Linked DNA regions of Mus musculus: region 2 is linked to region 1. Evidence: chromatin contacts called from public HiChIP or PLAC-seq data. All regions are on one chromosome and are shown on one strand. Each heading gives the region's core, a stretch centred on a gene start, on an enhancer-like site or on the middle of the called end of the contact. The rest is flanking DNA. Distances are from core to core; before and after follow the strand shown.

Region 1 (4,096 bases), core at 1,150-3,649:
CCACTTTTAACCAGTTGGAATTAATCGTAAAGCAACTTAGTTACTGTACTAGATAAAGCTACAATAATTTCCATTTCTGAAATATATGCTACACACAGTACAAACAGGTCTAGATGTCAGCAGGACATCAATAATATGCTGTGCGCCCCCTGCTGGCTAGTGTTTAAAATAACAATGAATTTCTCAAGGCATAGGCCTTTGAAGTGCTGGGGTTCAAAACTCAGTTGATGACTTTATTGTTTTTTAATGTACATATCTTAATCAACAGTTAAGCAAAGGTGGTGTGGGGTGGCCAGATTCCATCACAATAGGGGACGTTTAAAGCTGACAACAATGTCAAGAGAAAAAAGTATGCCTAAGCCTTGAAATGCTAAACAATGCAGAATTAAAGCCAAAAGCAGAGAACATCAAGAAACAGAGCAACATCCTCTTGCTGAGACAATGGCATGAAATCAAGTCGTCTTTAATAGCCCTTCAGGGGGTAAGAATTATTTCCCTGCCTCCTGTGCCAGCCTCAAGCTGTTTCCTAAGGAAGCCAAGCGGCCTTGATCAACAATGTCTGGTGGATTAATAAAAGTAATGAAGAATAAAGATTGAAATTAACACGAGTCAGAGTTCTATTTATAATTATTTGGACCCAGACTCAGAGAAGCTGGATTCTGGCTCCTGCAAAGTACATACGTATATGATCCTCTAAATTAATCACAGATAATTTGTATCTGTGTTTCAAAAGATGTATTCAACTCAGACAGGAAGCTGGGTGAGAACAGAGGGCCAAGGACTTAGGGCCCATGGATCTTACCACACTTTCCGCCATGACTGACCGAGGCAGCTCTTGGGTTAAAAGTAACAGAAAGCTCTATGTGACCTTGGACAAGTAACTTTGCCTCTAGCTGCTGGAGTCTAGCATATATGATCTGTAAAATGGGTCCACTAAAATCACTTTGAACCAGAGTTGACGTAGTCTTTAAGCCCTGACAGGAACTAGCTGGAGTTGCTGGAGATACTGACATACAGGGAGGGATCAATATATTCCCGTTTTAGTACCCCAAAAGGACCTGCTGAGCTCTCCCTAAAATTACCCGCTACAATCTAAAGGGCCATTCCCTGGATATTAAAGGATCCCGATATGGGTTTTTTTGCGTGTTGGTACCCTCCCAAACCGCTCACTTCTTCGAAGAAAGAAGAAATTTTAAATTGGCTGGTTCTTTATCTCAGTCTGACACTCACGGGATGCCTATCCTCGCGGCTCTCCTGTCACAGCAGGGCGCAGCACGAGGCGCTAACACCTGTGCTGCGCTCCGCACGGTCCCAGTCAGAAACATCTGTGCACTCCTCCAAACCGCACAGCCACCTTGGGGGACCGTGTCCTCCCAGTTCACGGTTAGCGAGTAGGGCAACTGTTTGCACCAACACCTAAGCCGTGATACTTGCGGCTTGTCACTCCAGCTGTCTGCACTCCTATCCGGTGCGGGAAGGTGGGACAAATGCCCCAATAAGCCCAACTCTACAAGCGGATTCCTCTAGCAACATCCAAGAGTTTCAAGTTTGTCCCAACCAAGTTCACAAATCGTAGGGAGCCTCTACCATCAGCGGGAGCGCCACAAGGTTAACCCGGGAGCGTCCTTCACAGCGTTTTCGGGACTGACTCCCCGAGCCAGGGCGCGGCCAGCGGGGACCCAGGACTGGCGTTGGCGCGCGAGTCCCGCGGCCGCGGCCTCTGCTACCCATCATGGTCGAGTGCCCACCCACGCTGTCACGCGCCAGGAGCGCAGTGGCCTGCAGCCCCGCACGGGACTAGGAAACCGTGGAGAGGAAGAGCGAAAGCGGGTGTGGGGAACTCCTCCCCGGCGCTGCCCACCCGGGACCGCAGCGGATCCCGGTTCCGCTCAGCGTCAACCCTGCGGGACCAAAGCCAGGTCCCAGCCTCGGGGTCCTGGATGGCCAGAGCAACCCCGCAAAGCAGGCACCGACCCGCACTACGCAGCGTGCACAGCCTCTGATAGGGCGCCAAACCGCACGTACCTCGCAAGCGGTGTGTCCAGGACCGGTCGTCCAACGCGAGGTGGGGGAGTAGCCCAGACGAGTCCCCGCGCCCAGCGCGCGCAGGCGGCCGCGAGCTCAGCAGCCGCAGTTCAACTGCGCCATCCGGACCCCGCCGGGGACTTTCACCTCCTGCCGGGAGCTCGCGGAATCGCGCAGCGAAAGTGGCCTGGAAGGACAGCAGCCCGCTTCTCCCTCTCCACCTCTCTCTCTCTCTCACTGCCAGGGAGGAGGAAAGTGGCGCTCGGCGTCCCCGAAAGCCTGGATCACCCCCATCAGGCCCGTGCGGCGCCCTAACTCGGCCGCGCACACGCGCGGGCGGGGTCGGGCGCGCAGCCACAGCAATCAGCGAAAGGGGGGAAGGGCACCGCGGGCCTCGGGGGCTCGGCCGCCTAGAAACTCCTCCTCCTGCCCCTCCTCTCCTCCTCCTCCACTGCTGATGGATGAGCCTAGAGAGCTTGCTCCAGCCTGTGCTTCCCTTCGGGCAGAGAAGGCTGGAGCTGTAAGGATAGAAAGGAAGTCGGGTGTGTGTGTGTGTGGGGGGGGGGGGGGGGGGTTCGGCCCGAGATGGGATGACAGCTGGGCATCCCCGGCCTGGAAGAAGTGTGGAGTACCCGGGATGTGGCGCGCACTGCGAAGACTCGCTGCCTTTCCCTAGATCCTTCAAACTACCAGGGCCTTAGGAGAAGATAGTTTTATTGGATTCCTGGTTGTTGATATAAAAATTCCTTTAAAAAAAATCTCAGAGAAACCCATTCCCACATCGAAGCCCCATGCACACATTCATTCTGCCCCAGTTTGGTTTTTCTCCAGTTTCGGTTATCTAAAGATATGCTCTTGTGGTGTGGTCAGGGTCTCTTACTTTCTACAGCCTAGCTCAAAGTGCCTTCTCCAGCTGCTGAATTAAAGTGCCTTCTCCAGCTGCTGAATTCCATTCCTACGGTTTCCCCGCGGCCCTCTGAACACAGGATAGGCGAGCACACAGGGTCCTGCCTGCATGAATGTGCTTTGCAAGAGTTGAATGCAGCTACTTCAGTCACCAACACAAATCTGGCACTGTTTACGCTTCACTTTCTATTAAAAGGTGAATTGCCCATTGGGGCTATAGCTCGGTAGTAATGTATTTGCCCAGCATACACAGAGCCCTGAGTTTGAGCCCCAGCACCACATACAACCAAGTACGGCAGAAGAATCACAAGTTCAGAACCAGCCTTGGCCAGAGTAGAGGTCAGAAGACAACTTTCTCCCTTTCCTCAAGTAGGGCCCAAGAATCCATCTTTGGTGCATTTCTTCAGGGTTGGCAGCAAGCACCTTTATCCATGGAATTCTGTCACCAGTTACTTCACGGGAAACTCTACAGGTGCCACAACAGATGGAGTGACTGAAGTGTCTGGTTCAAAGACAAGTTTCCAGTCTTGACAGCTGCTGGATCGTCAGGGAACCTTTGCACAAATGAGTAGCCCAGCTAGACTTTTGTAATTTTAAGTTTTTAAAGCCTATTTTTAATGATGTTTCTTAAACACTTTAACCTCCCTTCTTGCCCACCACCCTCCAGAGAAGTAGGAAAAACCAAAGGATATGGGGAAGTAGACCTGTTTAGAAAGGTTCTTTGGAGCAACTCCCATCTGTGTTGTCTGGAAATCTGTAGTTCAGTTCACAGGTTTGAAGAGACAGTTGGATCCACTCGCAAACACTTCACAGATATATGAAGTTCAGTAGAGTCAGGATAGTCAACACAAATCAACAGCGGTGGCACTACGTAGCAGAAACAGCCAGGCCTCAGCCTCAGCAGCAGCAGGGACCAACAGGAATGTCAGGAGAAGCTCTCAGCTATGCCCCTCTGAGAAGCGAAGATCAGCAAAGATTCCAAACCGACCAGCATTACACCGCTAGCTCTATAAACAATCCTAGCTATACTCTGTTACTGTCCATGGAGTTTTACTTATACCCTTCAAACGCCTTATGTCCTCTGCGGGTCTTGCCTCCCCACAGGTCTTGCCTCAGCACGTGAGTCTGTCTCAGCTGACATCACTCTGTCAATCAGCCCGAGTCC
Region 2 (4,096 bases), core at 1,003-3,502, 42 kb after region 1:
TTCCTGCTGGAGGTGGGCTCTGTAGGTTCCCTCTCCCTACTGTCCAGCATTTCATCTAAGGTCCCTCCCTTTGAGTCCTGAGAGTCACTCACCTCCCAGGTCTCTGGTGCATTTTGGAGGGTCCCCCGCAACCTATCTCCGAGGTTGCCTGTTTTCATTCTTTGTGCTGCTCCTCAGGGCTTCAGTCCTTTTCCCTCACCCAATACCAGATCAGGTTCCTCTCTCCCAGGTCCCTCCCTGGATATGTTTTTTTTCTAGCTGTCTGGCCTCAGTGGGAGAGAAAGTGCCTAGCCTCACAGAGACTTGAAGTGCCAAGGTGTGTGTGTGTGTGTGTGTGTGTGTGTGTGGGTTTACCCAGGAGGGCCCCCAACCACTCAGAGGAGAAAGGGAGGGAAGGATAGGGGAAGGATGGTGAGAGGGGATGACAGGGATAGGATGCAAAGTGCATAAGTTAAAAAAGGAAGAAAGGAAGGAAGGAAGGAAGGAAGGAAGAAAGAAAGAAAGAAAGAAAGAAAGAAAGGAAGGAAGGAAGGAAAGAAGAAAGAAAGAAAGAAAGAGAAGAAAGAGAAGAAAGAAAGAAAGAAAGAAAGAGAAAGAAAGAAAGAAAAAGAAAGAGAAAAAAGAGAAAAAGAAAAAGGAGTACTTTCTAACTCTATGTCTGAAGTAAGCCACTTTTTGTGTTTTGGGGAGAAGAGCCTTCTGAGGGGACAGCTATATGTGTGGAGGTCTATAGCTTCTAGTGAGAGGTTGTCCTGCTTCCTTTGAGAGCACAGTCTTGAGGTGTTTTCTCCACAGGGATGAAGACAATGCTTAGCCACTGATGATGCTCAGATGTTTTTTTTTCTCGGCAAGTTAAGGCAACCCAGCTGTTCTCTCCTTTCTCCTTGGTGCATCTAGGACTACTAATTTGGAGGTAGGCCTGAGGTAAACACCTTTAATCCCAGCATTCAGGAAGCAGGCAGGCAAGACGCTAGCTGGATCTACACAGCCAGTTTAAGGTCAGCCTGAGCTTCAGTGAAACCTGTCTCAAAACAACAAATGGAGACATTGTGATAGGATTAAAACAAACAAACAAACAAAAACCTATCATGCTAAACATACCCTTAGGCTCGCTAAATTTAAATGCCCACAAGCCCCAAGACATCTGGAGGTAGTTACTAAAACTCGAAATCCTTAATCACTTTGTGCAGCTGTGAAAAGGGTTACTTTGTTTGTTTGTTTGTTTTGTTTTTTGAACAGGGTTTCTCTGTGAAGCCCTGGCTGTCCTGGAACTCAGAAATACGCCTGCCTCTGCCTCCCAAGTGCTGGGATTAAAGGTGTGCGCCACCTCGCCCAGCAGGATTACTTAAAAAAAAAAACAACAAAAAAACAGTGAGTATCCCGGGTGTGGCGGTCCCCGCCTTTAACCCCAGTTTAACCCCAGCATGCAGAGGGCAGAGGCAGGCAGATTTGTGTGAGTTAACAAGTTAGCATAGCCCCGAAAAGTCAGAACTACATAGAGAAACCCTGTCTCAAAAAACCAAAAGAACAAAACAATACATTAAGTATCTATTATCGATTTGAGACTAGAGACCAGAGCTATACAGAAGTCTGAAACAAAAGACAAATGTCACCAGATTAAACTCAGGAACACCCAAAGTAACAGCACAGGGTCAGACCATGATGAGAAAGTGGCTTCAAAAGCAAACCTCTTGGACCAAGGAGATGGCTCATGGGTTAAAGGTGCCGGCCGCACCTATGACCAGAGTGGCTATCCTTGGGATCCACATGGTTGGAAAGTGAGAACTGACTCTTGGAGGTAGTCCTCTTCATGGAAAGCATACAGAATAAAAAACATAGTAACGCCACTCTCCTTGTTTGGAAAACAAAACACAGGAAAGTCCTTGGCCTGGAGTACAGGTCCTTCAAGCCCATCCCAGGATCACTCCAGGTCACGGAAGGCTACCCGAGACCACCTCCAGATAAAAGAACAAGTAAATAATAATTGCAAAACCTAAACCAACCAAGCAAGCAAACAGTAAAATTCTCACAGCTCCACTGTGCTTGCAGGCCCACGCCCTCCTAGGGAGTGGCGGCACGGAGCGAATACGCCCAGCCCACGCAGCCTAACTTCAAAGCCTCAGCCGCCACAGACCTGACTCACACCTCCGCGCGGTTTGAGGCGCAGGCACAGTCACGTGGCAGACCCTGGCCAATCAGCAGGCTGCTCGCGGGTGAGTCCCATAAAGGCGCCAGTCGCTGGCTGCTGACAGCCGCCATCCGGGCGAGAGCTGGCGGCCACCGGTGGAGAACCGGGAGCGACGGTCCTGCACTGCTTCATCTAGTGCAAACTGAAAGGGTGATCGGATAAGGCCCTTTCCTAAGAGGTACTACCATTGCTACAGAGGCTCGGCCCTGGGGCCGCCCCAGGCGGCTCTTTGGGTGAGAATAACGGTTTTTTGCCTCTCCCCTCCCCCATGAGCGCTGGGCCTCAAGGAGGGCAGTTGGGAGGCCATTGCCCAACCGAGTGCGTGACGCCTGAAGCCCTGGTGAGCTGGGAGCTGCCTTCCTTTGGTCTTGACCAGCTGCGAACTTGTGGTCCCACTTTCTCCCCTTTTTTTCTGCTTCTAGTACTTAGCCTTCCTACCCAAGGCTTGGAAGGAGGTTGGCACAAAGTCCAGGGTATAACGGTTTTCTTTGTGGTTGGAGTGTCGGGCCATTTTCTGTACTGTAGTTTTGAGAGGCCGGAGAATATTTAAAGCGCCTTTGTTGTGTCTGTTCTGTTTGTGGATATCGAGGACAGGAAAATCCTGGTCCTTGATTCAGTCTCCTACTCTTATGGAGCGCCTTGGAATATACCAAACCTTCTGCTGTGTGCTGTGGGTTAGAGTGTGCCCCACCTCCGGGCACTGGCCTTGTGCATGGACAAGAGTGCCTATGGACCCACGGGAAGGAGCAGGTATGTGGGAAGGAACGAGGGAGGTGGCTCACAAAAGACAGCCCGATCTCCAGGAGCAGATGGAAGCTGGATTTAAGAGTGATAACGGCAGTTCTGGTGTAGAAGTGATTCAGAAGTCAATACATAGAGTGAGGTGGATGGAGCCGGGCATAATTGTTTGGCTCGGTAGTCCAGACTGGCCTTGTCTGCCTCCGCCTCAGTAGTGTGGGGATTATAGATGTTTATCACAACACCTGGCAAGATTTTCTAAGTTTTAAAAGAAAATGTGTGTGTGTGTGTATGTGTATGCCTGTTATGTGGGAGCTGGGTATGCACGGCTCTCTGGCCTGCTGGTCCACAGGATTGTCCTATAAGCACTTCTAACCACTGAGACATATCTCTAACCCAGAATTGCTCATTTGTGAGTGGCTGCTATAATGTTGGGTTGATGGAATAGCAAGAGCTAAGTCTCACAGTGAGTAAGGTGACAGTTTATTAAAGGATCGATATGTCCTAAAGGCCAGGCTGTTGAAAAGTTTGGTCTTAAACAAGTGCTTGAATGAAAAACTGGGAACATCACTGTGTTGCATGAGCTTATATTGGGGGAGGGGGGGGGTGACAAGCAGTGAAACAGAACCTGGTGGTGTGTAGGACAGAGGATAGTAGTCTGTACAAAAAAGCACTTACTATCTATCTTGAGGTCTTGGGGTGACTGAGGTTGGCATAAAGCAAAGGTGTAGATGGAGTTAAGGGGGGATGGGCAGGCATGGTACCCAACGCCTATAATCTCAACACTTGGGAGGTCCAGGTAGGAGGACCAGGAATCCTAGGTCATCCTTGGCTACAGAGTGAGTTTGAGGCCAGCCTGGGTTACATAAGAAAGGGAGTTGGGGAGAAAGACTGAGAGAGACATGAAGGAAGGAAGGAAGGAAGGAAAACAGGGAGAGGAAAAAGAGGGAGGGGGGATTAAGAATGGGACTAGAAAGAAAAGTTCGCACAGCAGACACTGTCAGGAAGGAGGTGACTGACGCCTCTCTTTCCTCTCTGGTCCCCCAATGCCCCGTTTTTACTGTCAAAGCACTACTTATGTTTGTCAAGTGATAATCACCTGTTCACAAGGACCTGAAAGAAGTCTCCAACCTCAGCTGTAACGCTGGGCTTGACATCCTTCTAAGTGCT

The links. HiChIP or PLAC-seq counts read pairs in DNA pulled down with a chosen protein or histone mark.
Region 2: a contact with region 1 is called in a CTCF HiChIP or PLAC-seq map of the NIH/3T3 cell line, with 15 read pairs. The contact joins the promoter of Brdt here to the promoter of Tgfbr3 in region 1. A contact is called at or near these places in 2 of 39 promoter capture datasets (cranial neural crest and stem cell-derived epiblast-like cells), 2 of 15 datasets of contacts at CTCF or cohesin (the NIH/3T3 cell line and large pre-B cells), 15 of 484 Hi-C or Micro-C datasets (the C3H10T1/2 cell line, the HL-1 cell line, adipose-derived mesenchymal stem cells and 10 more), 5 of 115 datasets of contacts at active chromatin or transcription factors (T-cell acute lymphoblastic leukemia, double positive thymocytes, embryonic limb bud and 1 more) and 3 of 9 other capture datasets (adipose tissue, liver and pancreatic islet).

Annotation. Positions count from the first base shown.
Region 1 is chr5:107,287,230-107,291,325 of GRCm38.p6, forward strand. Tgfbr3 (transforming growth factor, beta receptor III) reads right to left here and starts at 2,400. Exons shown (of 17, transcript NM_011578.4): 1 at 2,026-2,400.
Region 2 is chr5:107,328,942-107,333,037 of GRCm38.p6, forward strand. Brdt (bromodomain, testis-specific) reads left to right here and starts at 2,253. Exons shown (of 19, transcript NM_054054.2): 1 at 2,253-2,366.